4 separate regions of the Sus scrofa genome follow, and regions 2, 3 and 4 are each linked to region 1. The links are chromatin contacts, called in public Hi-C and HiChIP or PLAC-seq maps. All regions are on one chromosome and are shown on one strand. Each heading gives the region's core, a stretch centred on a gene start, on an enhancer-like site or on the middle of the called end of the contact. The rest is flanking DNA. Distances are from core to core; before and after follow the strand shown.

Region 1 (2,955 bases), core at 357-2,856:
CATGGTGGGCCTTGCAGTTATTCCCGTGACCTGATAATACTTGGCTTCTGAGATTTTTCCCTTCAGCAGACTCCGTGAACTTTATTTCAAGATCAGCCTGTCTGTTTCACAGGACCAAGCTCCTTCCAGACCATCGTATGGGAAATGTCAGCCCCTGTCAACATCCCTAACGTTTAAATTCCTGGGATACCAGAGATATTCAGAGGGAACTGCATGCACACATTACTCTCCCAAATACTCTCGGGAAGAGGCGAGGTGAGGTCTTCTCAACGCTTTTGTAATAGAGACATAGGCCAATAACTAGATTCTATAGATCAGGAATCATGTCCTTGCTGAAGAGTTGAGCAGACCTGTATAACACAGAAAGAGGTATAAGGCTGATCATCTATTTGATAATTTTTTATTGATAGTTTGGATCATTCATCCAAAACCGATAGCCTTCCGCTGACTATTTTCTATCCAAAAGCTTGAGAAAGACATTCCTGTGGTGGAAGATGGCATTCTGGGCTTCTTCATCAAAAGGACCTCAGATTTATTCCCGTGACAAAGGCCACCTTCGCCCAAGCGAGGCTGTCTGGAGATGGCCTAAGTGTGACATTCTCCGAAGAGACATCTCTGCGGAAGCCTGTCCTTCTGCCGGGCTGATGGGGCTGCCAGCCTACGAGCTTGACCTCTGTGGCAAATGAGCCTCCTGGTCATTCCATGTGAACGTGTGAACTTGTCCTGTGATCTTGCTTGCCTGAGCGCCTCACAGCTGACTCATAAGAAATTTTCGAGGTTGTTTGCTCTGTCCCAGAGAATCATTCGCCATGCTGGCCAGCATGCAGGGGCCAATGCTTTGATCTGCTTTGCAGGACTTACTGTCATTTGCAGAGTGCTAAAATTAAGCTTGGCAGCAGCCCACGGAGGCAGAAGGCTCTGTCCTGCTGACCAAGGGGCAGCCTGGAGTCACACAGACAGGCGGAGACAGGTGAAGCAGACGCTGGGAAAAGATGCCATCGCAGAACAGATAGGAAGGGTAGGTGGGGTGAACTTGCAAAGGGTTCAGAGGGGCTGGGGCTGAGCTGAGTGGGCAATATTAGGAAAAGGCTCGGAGGGGAGGGAGCTGTTTTCCCAGGAGACCGAGATCTGAAGAGACTGCTGAAGAGAGACTGTATTTGTCACAGCGAGAATAATCAGTATGTTGGCATTTGGACTCCAGTGACAGGGATGAAAATGAGATTCTGTGAAAGATGTATCAGAGTCAACAGGCAGGGGCTGGGCTCTGGCAGGAAGGATGAAACAACCAAATGGAGACACTTGGCGGTGGAAAGTGAGGTTGCCATAACTGTCTCGAACCCAGTGTGCACGGGGGTGGAGGCGCAGGGTGCTCATCGGAAAGTGGGGTGAGCTCTGAGCAGCCCGTGAGGCCTCCTGGTGAGAAGGCTGGTAGAGGAGGGGGGACCGTTGGATGACAGTGACTTTGGGATTGGTAGGGCCATTGCCCCTCTACCTCCCCCTGCCCTGCCACATGGGGCTCGCTCTTGCTCTCATGCTTGAGACGGTCTCAGACGGCCTCTTTATTCTGCACAGCTATTGCCTGTGACCCCGATGAACCACGGGTGAGAAGGCTGGGACTTGGAGACATACTTCAGCAGAGCCCTATTAACTAAAAATAGAGTGTGAGCCGCGGTTTACCTGAGGCCAGCCTGCATGTGACTTCTGGATCCCTATTTATCAACAGGCTGTGACTGCGCGTCTGGAACAAGCCAGATCTGTTCTTATTTACCTGTCAGCCGGGAGAATGCCCATCTCACAGAGGGCCATTGCTAGGTGCTGAACCATGGTAACACCAATAATTATCACATCCTTAAGGCAGGTATGCAGACGAACTCCCAAAGCATTATCTCATTGCCCACGCAAGGCTCTAACGGGTCGGAAGTGGGCAGGAACACGTGCCTTTATCCTTGGGAGGGGTGAAGACACAGGTTTAATGAATCGCCCAGGATCCAGCAAGAATGACAGCTGGCCCCTGTCTCACCCATCACAAAACTGGATTTTCTCAGCCCTGATCTTATTTTCTCTATGAATAATGTGCATTGAAACTTGTATCCTGAGACCCTCTGCTCAATCTAATCTCCGGGACCTTCTAACAGGCACTAAGTGGGAACTGAGCCTCTTTGGGGGCAGAAAGATCCCTTCATAGAAGAAAATAAATCCTTAATGGGAAACACAGCCTGAGGCTGCTGCGGGTCTGGGGAAGACAAGGTCTCTGGGGGGATGCTCGAATTAGTACACACACACACACACACACACACACACACACACACACACAGGCGCTTGCCTTTCTCCAAAACTATTTAGAAGTTTATACAGATCTGTGAGAGCCGGCGGTCACATGGAGAGCCCCGGGTTCTGATTCATGAGCTACCCTTACAATCATCTGAGAGTCAATTAAAAAAACCTTGCCATAGGATAGAGCCCACCAGTGAAACAAGGAGAGAACAATGGACAGCCTGTCCCCAGACCGACCTGTGACTGTGGAATTGGAGAGAGAAAAGATGGCCGAGTGTCAGTACTTTAAAGAACAAACGATGCTTTTTAGGCCACAGGGCCTGGGGCAGAGCTAACGGTTTATGGAAAGGCCCGTCTGCCCGTGACGGGGGTTGTCAAGGTTGGGTGCAGTTTAGCCGTGACACGGACTGGATGCCGTGGCCATTTTGGAGCATCAACTCTGCACGTATTCAGGCAAGATCATTATCCCCAAACCTCTTTAGGCCAGAGTCCTGCCCGATTCCGAAGGAAGGCAGTCATTTTATTATTTTAAATGAGTTGAGGCCTCTCTCTTCAAACAGCTTCCTTTCACCTGTCCCAGCTCCTGCCCCAGCCACGATTCTGTGCGAACGAGGGGTAGAAAGTGATCACAGCTTGACTCAGCTCAGAAAGCCTGTCATGATGTGCAGAGGCAACACCACT
Region 2 (2,931 bases), core at 414-2,913, 300 kb before region 1:
AAGTGAATTTTAAATGATAGGATTGAAGATGGCTTTTTTGGGGGGGTGGGGGGGTCAAAATAGCATATGTGAACATCTAGTTTGCATTAAAATGGTCATCCCCAAATATTAATTCTTTCCCCCTTTAGTCAAAATAGTCATATATCTCAGACAAGTGTTATTTCTGAAATATGGTCGGTGAAGGACAGGCGGCTGGTACACAGCTCCTGCTTGCTGTGCCATTGTCCTCAGAGGGGAGCCTGGGGACCAGCACGTCGTACCTAACATTTTCTAGGCGCCGTCTTTGCTGTGTCTCTTCTCTGCCTTGTCCGTTGTCTGTAACCTGGTACAAATGAGACTCATAAGATGTCAAATGTAGGTGAGCCTATACCCTGAGATGTGATATATTCGTCAACAGCCTTGTTAAAGATGCATTTAAAAGGCCTGGCATCCTCTGCTGGTGTTGGCAAGGATTTAGAATATGGGAGACAAAAGGAATATTGTTAAGTCACACCAGATGAGAACTCAGAAATATGACTGTTCTCACCTTGAACAACGAAACAAATTGTCCCACAAAACCTCTGTCATTTGGTTGAACCTCCCACGTTCGGGCCACCTGCAGGCAATCTTCACTATGCGTCAACCTTATTGTCAGCTACTTTTCTTTGCTAAAATACTTCTCCTTTAATGAATGCTATGATTTGCACTTTAGAGAAGGGCTCATTATTCCTGATTTGACTTCTGTCCCTGACAAAGATTGAATTTTTAAGAAAATTATACATGCATCTAGGAAAAAAGTAAATCTCATGTTCATGGCTGTGTGTTTCCAAAAACTGCAATTCTGCTGATTTATAGCTGAACGCCGCTCATTAATTAGCCAAGGTACAATTGTTTTCCACCATAGAGGATAGTCAAGCTTTGAAAAATTGGAAGTATTCTTTGCATGAGAATTGCAGGCATATTTTGTTCAGAAAGAGAGCTCATTCCTTTTTTTCTCTTATAAAAATGTAGATTATTGGAGTTCCCGTCGTGGCGCAGTGGTTAACGAATCCGACTAGGAACCATGAGGTTGCGGGTTCGGTCCCTGCCCTTGCTCAGTGGGTTAACGATCCGGCGTTGCCGTGAGCTGTGGTGTAGGTTGCAGACGCGGCTCGGATCCCGCGTTGCTGTGGCTCTGGCGTAGGCCGGTGGCTACAGCTCCGATTCGACCTCTAGCCTGGGAACCTCCATATGCCGCGGGAGCGGCCCAAGAAATAGCAAAAAGACCAAAAAAAAAAAAAAAAAAATGTAGATTATTGCCTCTTTTGACATAAAATTTCTACTTTCTGAAAAAAAGGACTTTTTAAAGAATCGGGTGTTTGAATTTTTCTAATAAACCCTCAGTGTCCATTCTGAATGGAATTTAGAGCTTCTTAAAACTGAAATCATACTGGTTATTTAAAGTTGGAATTGAGAGAAGTTTAAAATGGAACACTTGATAAATATCAATTGAAACTTTCTGTAAGGGTTTCTGTGTCTTTATTAGTGCATGCTTTTGGAGATTTGTGAAAATAAAGGAAATCACCTTTTCTTGGTAAAAGAAAAGCTGGTACAGACATTTAGACCTCCGGTGACTCTCGATCTTATTTATGTAAACAGCTTTGTCCCGAGAGTGAAATCCAATCCACGGTGTCCCAGCCTGCCGTGACCTCTGACCCTCAGTCCATCTGAGGACGGCTGGGGGTTGGGGAATTGGTGGGTGGGGAGGGCTGTTCTCCACCCACTCAGGAAATGCTTTTACCAGGAACCCCACGGCTGGGGTTTCCGTGTTTCTCTGGGTCTTGAGGAAGATCCCGCTCGAACTCCCAGCAGTTAGTGTGAGGGTCGCTTATTGAAAATGCTCACTGTCGTGCTTATTTTTATTACCCCCCCCTTTTTTTTGTTAAACCCAAGAGTTGCAAAACAAACAACCACCTGAGTGGAAATCATCAAAAGACTGAATCTTAATGAAGTATGTGTCCCTCTATAAGATAAAAGGGGAATATATTTTAGGAGCGAAATGTTGATGTAAGCTTAATAAGCCTCTTAATTTTCCTCTCCAGGAAAATTGTAAACAGGGAGACCTTACTTGCCCCAGCTCTCCAGGTACACAGACCAGCAAGCACACCTGCAGGCACTCGGGTACCACAGCAGAGGGTCACCTAAAACTGGGCACAGGGCAAGGGACAACGAGATGCCTGTTGGTTGATGAAACGGTGTAGACTCCTGCATGGCTCCTCCTGAATTACACAGGGCTCCCACCAGTTTTGTCTGATGTCAGGAGTGCTTCCTCCAGAAAATACACATGGAGCAGGTCTGGACCCAGTAGGACCTTGACAGATTCCCAATAGCAGAAGGAGGGGCATAACCAGAGCATGGCAGGGGGTGCTCACTCAAGCCAAATGTCCCCTGTTCCTGTTTCCAAACAGTGCTGGCTTTGTTGGAACTCTGTCACGACCCCTGATGCCACCTGAGAGCCTTAGTCTAGTTTCACAGGCAGGGTGTTGAGCATCTGAGATTAATAGCCAGGGGACCACAGAGCTCTTGACCCACCAGCACGCTGTCCTTCATGTGCTGTCTTTGGGCCACCCACGTGGTCCTTCTCAGGTACAGCCACCTCTCACACCTGCTTCTGAGCCAACCTCCTTCCCTCTTCCGTGAGACTAAAGCGAGGGACTGGCGAGATGATGAATGGGACTGAAGTTTAGGTTGTATACCTGTGCGCTCCGTATCCTTTCCTCCCTCTCACCCCACCCGCCACCACGAAGCTGCCCCTCCTCCTGTGCTCAGCATTGGTCCTCAGCCATGGCCCTCGGGGGTTTTGGTGACAGCAGCCCTGACAGCGATGCCCAGCCCTGGGGTGGGAAGGGAGGTGGGGACTCTATCCAGAGCTTGTACCACGGGGCACTGCCTCCTCCCAGTCCAGGCAGCCAC
Region 3 (2,751 bases), core at 224-2,723, 300 kb after region 1:
CTAGAAAAGGCAAAAAGACCGAAAAAAAGAAGGAAAAAAAAAAAAACTGTGGTTATAAGATGAATGAGATCTGAGGATCTAAGGTATAACATGGGGCTTATGGCTGATACTATCATACTGTATAACTGAAATTTGCTATGAGAGAGAACTTAAGGGTTCTCTCCCACACACACAAAGGTAAACAGGTGAGGTGATGGATGTGTTAATTAACTGAGTCACTGGAATCCTTTTACAATGGATATATGTATCAAATCATCACATTTTACACTTTAAATATCTTCAATTTTACCATCAATTATACCTCAAAAAAGCTGAATAAATAAAATAAACCTGGCCACTTTACAATTTTGTTAACCCACATTGCTTATACAGATGCCACGTGCCATTTTAGAATCTAGAAAAGTGGTTTAAAAGCACCCATAACCATGGCGTGGTCCTTGGTGTGATCGTCCAGCAAAGAACATTTTCTCCAAAGATCCTTATTTTGTTTATTGCTATTGGCTGAATATTTGAAAACAATGGGAATATTTCGTCAGCTCAAAATATAGTGTCTTGGAGTTCCCGTCAGGCGCAGTGGAAACGAATCTGACTAGGAACCATGAGGTTTGGGTTCGATCCCTGGCCTCACTCAGTGGGTTAAGGATCTGGCATGGCCGTGAGCTATGGTGTAGGTCGTAGACATGGCTCAGATCTGGTGTTGCTGTGGCTGTGGTGTAGGCCGGCAGTTGTAGCTCCGATTGGACCCCTAGCCTGGGAACCTCCACATGCTGCAGGTGCGGCCCTGAAAAGACAAAAGACAAAGCACCAAAAAAAAAAAAAAAGTATATATATATATATACATACACACACACACACATATATATAGTGTCTTTTTCAAAGATTCTTGCAGTACAACCATCCTAAATCCTTCTTTTTCAGACATTTGTGACTCCTCCACTAAGACGTTGTCATCAAAAATGTAAAGCCTATGAAAAACGGACATGACTTTGGCCTGGTGAAGGACCTCAGTTGGAATAACACCATCACATGTCTTCACTTCTCTTGTACGTATGAAATTGTACTTGGGGGATTTTTTTTTCTTTTCCTTTCCTTTTTTTAACTAAAGCAACTCAATTTCAAAGTAGCTAGCTGCCTTCCTTCTTAAGGGAGTCCTCTTGATTTTCGTGTATCATTGTTCTGACCCATTATAATGCAGCTGGTTCCATCTCTAAACAAGCAACATTCCTCATCTCTTTTTCCATCCCATAAAACCCAAACTGAGTTGGGGGGAAAAAAATAACTCCAAAATAGCATCCTTCTATATTTGCAGTTTTATATGATTATAGCATGCTAGAAATGTCACTATAATTATAGCAACAAATTATTTCAACAGTCCTCACAAGTGATGCTATTTATAGACAATCGGAAGAGGATATAAAGTATGAATCCACCCTGGCAGGTACCCTGGTACTGGCTGAGCTTGAGCCTCAGGCTGGGACCACCTAGTATCAGGTGACTCCAGGTATCCTGTGCAAAAGAGAGGTTCCACGAGTCCCCAGTCAAACACAGAACATGAGAAATGGAATAAATAAGAGAAGACATTTGATTATATCTTGATTATATCTTGGCACTTACTCTGCATTCTTAGTGCCTTAGGTAGTATTTTTAAAATTACAACCACCACTTAACACTCTTTCAAGACTTAAAGCTGATTGCTCTATCAGAGGGACCTCAGGTTCAGAAGAGGTGAATGACAGGAGATCAATGTTGAGGACACACACACAAAAAAATCCCACCAAAACTAAAAAAAAAAAAAAAAAAAAAAAAAAGGTATCTATGTGTCCTTTATCTGTGTGTGCTCATTTATAGACCATTCAGCTGGAAAAAATACAAATAGTTACTATGTGCCTTGCTTACTTCCTTCATTTCATCTTGAGCAGGGGGAGGGAGCTGGCTGAGAATGCTTGCTTGTTATTGCTTTTTCCTTTTTTAGGTTCAGTCTCTTTCATTTTATGGTTTTTATACAGTTTTGCTTAACAAAGCTGTAAATTCAGGGATGAAATAAATTTCATAGTGGCTCTTTAACCTCTGCTGCTAGGGTACATTTGCAGAAACTTCAGTTTCGCTCAGAGATTCAGCTTGGGGTGGGGTTTAGAAAGGAAGACAAATCATTTCACTCTAAGTAACCCCGCAATAAATCACGATTTGCTCAAAATTATCAGTGTTTTCGCATATTGGGTAATGCAGCTCTCCCTGGGGTGCGGAGTAGAACCTCAGTGCTTTCATCTGGAGGTGATGGGTAAGGAGCCTCCCACCTCTACCCCCTAACCTGACCACGCGGCTCTGGGATGTCTCCCACGGAAGTGAGGACCAGCTGCAGTAGCTGGTAACGGCGATCTTGTGTTTGCCATGCTTCAGCCAACAAAAATGATATCCCTAATTTTCCTAACCTCTTCGTGAATGGCTGCCTCTGTGTCATTAAATGTTCACCTACCATACTTTAGTCTCTATCAAAGACTGCTTTTTTCCCATCTGTACTTCTCTGCTGTGTATTATTGCCTAGAGACTGTGAGAGTAAATTTGCCGCTAGTTGGCTGTCATTACCTTGTAGGGACACACATCCAGAGTGAAGCTTAATGCACTCAGTTGAACTTCAGGGACTATTGCATGGCACCCAGGAAGTGATCTGGGGGCAACCGTATGAGTACCTGGCAAGTGCAGAAAGGTGCCTCTAAGAGAGAAAGAGGGCAAAGATTTCCAGGGTTAATTGCT
Region 4 (3,184 bases), core at 115-2,614, 490 kb after region 1:
GGACAATGATGTGACACCTTCTCGTTCTATAACTCGAGACAGGAAATGAGTGAAGAGCGTGTCTTACGCAAACACCTACAATAATCTTTAGGCAATAATTTGAAGCCAAATTCTTGTGTCTGGTCGATAGCCGGCTCTTATCTCAAAAAGGACCATTCTGTGATCATCTGTTTTGTTCGATCCATCTGTTTCCATCCTCCTCTCCGGAAACCCTAGTTTTTCGATAATGATCACAGCGTTGGTGACGATGACAATGGTGATAACAGTAAGGGTTTACTGAGGAGCTACTATGTTCCAGTCGCCTTACCTACATTATCTTATCTGATCCTCACAGCTGCTCTCTGAGGTTACTTATCCCCATTTTCCAGATGAGGAGGCTGAAACTCAGAGCAGTGGCTTGACCTTAAGTCTCCCAGCTAATTAGGTGGTAGCCTCAGACTTTAGACGGTTTAACTGGAAAGTGTATGTTTTCCTTGAACCCTGCTTTGTGATCCAAGACCTTGGAGGGATGGAGGTAGGCCTGCCAGACGTAATTTTATTCCCGGAGGTCTCCTTGCCTCCTGCCAGCAGTGATGGGCGGTGGCCACTTGCCCCAGCGTCACGCTCAGTGCTGCCACAGCTCTGTATCCTGTCCAGTAGCATCAGCACCCGTTGCCATGAGAGATGTGGTCCTCACTGATAGGGACCAATAAATATGGCACCATGCCATGCCATCAGAACTATTACCACGAGGCTTGTTTAGCTTAGTTGAGTTACGTGGTCCGCACAGATGTAAACTTTATTAGAGGTGGCTTCAATACAGTGTTGCATCAAGAGAGAGCACATTAATATGTCCCTGTGGCTCGTTTTCCCCTGCTTGGGGACCTGTATCTCATATTTTTAGTTTTCTTTGATTGGAATCCTTGTTGATCAGAACACCATTAAGTAAACACCAGGCCTGTTGCATATTAACATTTTAGTATCATTTCTAGTACCAGGTAATTAGGCTCAAAGCTCCCATGTTAATCATTTCTCATGTCCCGCTCTAAAGAAAACATTTCCCCAGTTCCTGAGTGCAGAGCTGTGTGACTGTCTCTGGTGAAACCACCAGGGCCGCAAAGATGCTGATTATTAAATGTGTTCCATTTGGCACAGCACCAACACGGCTTCTAGCTTGGAGCCGTAAGCTATTTTAAATGTCAGCAGCAAGCGATCCCTTGTTCTGAAAGCTCTCTCCTTCTTGGGCGCCGCCGGCTTCAGGGGAAACGTGTTTGACTTGAAGATTTGACGTGTGGTCAAATGACAGTGGGACAGCTTGGGTGGGCTCTTGGTGCCTGGCGGGGGGATCAGGCAAATGCAGCAGACACGGGTAAGTCCGCTGCTAAGCAAAAGTGTGACGAAGCAAGGCTCACAGACCGCGTATCTGGCTGGGGTCCATCAGCACAGATTACAATCTCATAGGAGCCGGGCTGCATGAAATCTGAATCAGAATTAGAACCCACCCCTCACTGTGTACCCAGAATCAGTGGTTTCCACTGTTAAGCTTTCTATCAGACTCACTTCCCCCCAACACCTGAATTCCCAACAGTGAGTCAGCATTGGTGTTTCTTGGTGTTGGGGGAGCCACACCCCACTGCAGAAAAAAAACCCCAGGATCTTGAGGGAGGAGCCCAAACCGGGCAGGTGCTTCGCTCCTTTCTCCTTCCTCCTCCTCCGTTTCTCTGTCTGCTGTGGTCGGGTGTGTTCACTGGGCTCACACAGCCAATTTCATTTCTCCCCCAGGGAGCACCCCGGGATATGAGGGCAGGGGAGAGGGCGATGAGAACATCTCCAGGAAGCCGGGCAGCGTGCTGAAGACCCTGGACCCCATCCTCATCACCATCATCGCCATGAGCGCCCTGGGGGTCCTCCTGGGGGCTGTCTGCGGGGTGGTGCTGTACTGTGCCTGTTGGCACAACGGGATGTCCGAAAGAAACTTATCTGCCCTGGAGAACTATAACTTCGAGCTGGTGGATGGTGTGAAGTTGAAAAAAGACAAACTGAATCCACAGAGTACTTACTCGGAAGCCTGAGGCAGCGGAGGTGGCAGGCGAGTGGGAGAGCGGAGCGGAGGACAGAGCTTGAGCGGCTGGGAAACGGCTGGTCTTTCACTGTTCAGGCTGGGAAGCGCGTTGATGACGCCAAGCCAGGTTTTCTCAGGAGCTTCGATGAGTTTGGCCGACAGACATGAACGACTTAGCCGTGTTAACAATCGGAGTCATGTACAGTCAGCTTCTTTCTGTTGGTTTCATTTGAATAATCAGACGCTGGTGTGGAGACCAAGGATGATCGACCTAATTCCATCTGACTCCCCTTCCCCTTCTTCTCTCTCTGCTTCTTCTTCTGGATTCTTTTCGGAAACTGTGCAAAATCTAAGATGCTGGCGCCAAGTGTATTCCGTGGGGCCCCTTCAACGGACATGCTACCTGCAGCCCAGTGCCCAGAATATCTTCGACTAACTGCATTTCCGTGGACTCCTGAAGCCAGCCTCGTGTATAATTGCCCGCGTCGTGCATAGGCAAGAAGGACTAGGATGTTTTCTTTCAAGTACCGTAGCCTCAGTACCAGTCTAGTGTGACAGCTCTGTTTACGAAGCAATACCGTCCGATTTCCTCGATGTTTTCCAGTGTTGTACTAAACCTCGTGCTGTGAACTCCATACAGAAAACTGTGCCATCACCGAACACTGCTGGCAACTGGGTGTGCAGCCGACAACCGCAACGAAAAATCCTTGGCACTGGCTAGTCTACGTCCTCTCAAGTGCCTTTTTGTTTGTACTGGTTCTTATTGTGTTACATTAACCCGCCCCGCTTTCTTGCCGGTGAAAGCCCCCCTTCTCTAATCAACCCTGGTGGCCCACTGACTAAGAAGAAAGTATATTTTAGTGTGAGATGTCAGCCTCCGGGAAGGCAAGGGCTCCGAAGATATGGCAACGTGGCTTACTTGTTCCGCTTTTTTCTGTAGTTCAATTTCATGTCTCTTGACCCTTTTGTATAAAGCTGCAATATCCTCTCTTACTGTTCTTTCACATGGAATGTATTTTCAAATGTAAACTCTCTCTCTCCTAGCTCTCCGTCTTTTTTCTCTCTTAGGATTTAAGCATTTGCCATTGTCCAGAAAAGAAACTTGCAGCTTTAACGTGCTGGTAATGGCAAACAATTTTACTA

The links. A called contact is a pair of places that touch in the nucleus more often than the background predicts. HiChIP or PLAC-seq counts read pairs in DNA pulled down with a chosen protein or histone mark.
Region 2: a Hi-C map of skeletal muscle shows a contact between it and region 1, with 4 times the contacts expected there. The contact joins two enhancer-like sites. A contact is called at or near these places in 1 of 47 Hi-C or Micro-C datasets (skeletal muscle) and 1 of 2 datasets of contacts at active chromatin or transcription factors (skeletal muscle).
Region 3: an H3K27ac HiChIP or PLAC-seq map of skeletal muscle shows a contact between it and region 1, with 3 times the contacts expected there. The contact joins two enhancer-like sites. A contact is called at or near these places in 2 of 47 Hi-C or Micro-C datasets (fetal heart ventricle and heart right ventricle) and 1 of 2 datasets of contacts at active chromatin or transcription factors (skeletal muscle).
Region 4: an H3K27ac HiChIP or PLAC-seq map of skeletal muscle shows a contact between it and region 1, with 3 times the contacts expected there. The contact joins two enhancer-like sites. A contact is called at or near these places in 13 of 47 Hi-C or Micro-C datasets (embryonic fibroblasts, fetal heart ventricle, heart right ventricle and 7 more) and 1 of 2 datasets of contacts at active chromatin or transcription factors (skeletal muscle).

The regions. Positions count from the first base shown.
Region 1 is chr10:56,768,847-56,771,801 of Sscrofa11.1, reverse strand. LOC110255705 (a long non-coding RNA gene) reads right to left here. Exons shown (of 2, transcript XR_002336405.1): 2 at 385-2,955. Among named protein-coding and RNA genes, the nearest start is that of NRP1, 340 kb to the right of the region's middle. Within about 2 kb of position 1,606, at least 8 of the 83 cell types and tissues checked have an H3K27ac peak or open chromatin away from gene starts, as enhancers often do. A contact at or near this core is called in skeletal muscle, where this site is marked.
Region 2 is chr10:57,066,798-57,069,728 of Sscrofa11.1, reverse strand. The region is part of intron 23 of PARD3 (partitioning defective 3 homolog); the gene reads left to right. Among named protein-coding and RNA genes, the nearest start is that of PARD3, 530 kb to the left of the region's middle. Within about 2 kb of position 1,663, at least 4 of the 83 cell types and tissues checked have an H3K27ac peak or open chromatin away from gene starts, as enhancers often do. A contact at or near this core is called in skeletal muscle, where this site is marked.
Region 3 is chr10:56,471,958-56,474,708 of Sscrofa11.1, reverse strand. No RefSeq gene overlaps it. Among named protein-coding and RNA genes, the nearest start is that of NRP1, 43 kb to the right of the region's middle. Within about 2 kb of position 1,473, at least 1 of the 83 cell types and tissues checked has an H3K27ac peak or open chromatin away from gene starts, as enhancers often do. A contact at or near this core is called in skeletal muscle, where this site is marked.
Region 4 is chr10:56,282,356-56,285,539 of Sscrofa11.1, reverse strand. It overlaps NRP1 (neuropilin-1), which reads left to right. Exons shown (of 18, transcript XM_021064971.1): 18 at 1,762-3,184. The coding sequence ends at 2,051. The region is part of intron 2 of LOC102161921 (a long non-coding RNA gene); the gene reads right to left. Among named protein-coding and RNA genes, the nearest start is that of NRP1, 150 kb to the left of the region's middle. Within about 2 kb of position 1,364, at least 6 of the 83 cell types and tissues checked have an H3K27ac peak or open chromatin away from gene starts, as enhancers often do. A contact at or near this core is called in skeletal muscle, where this site is marked.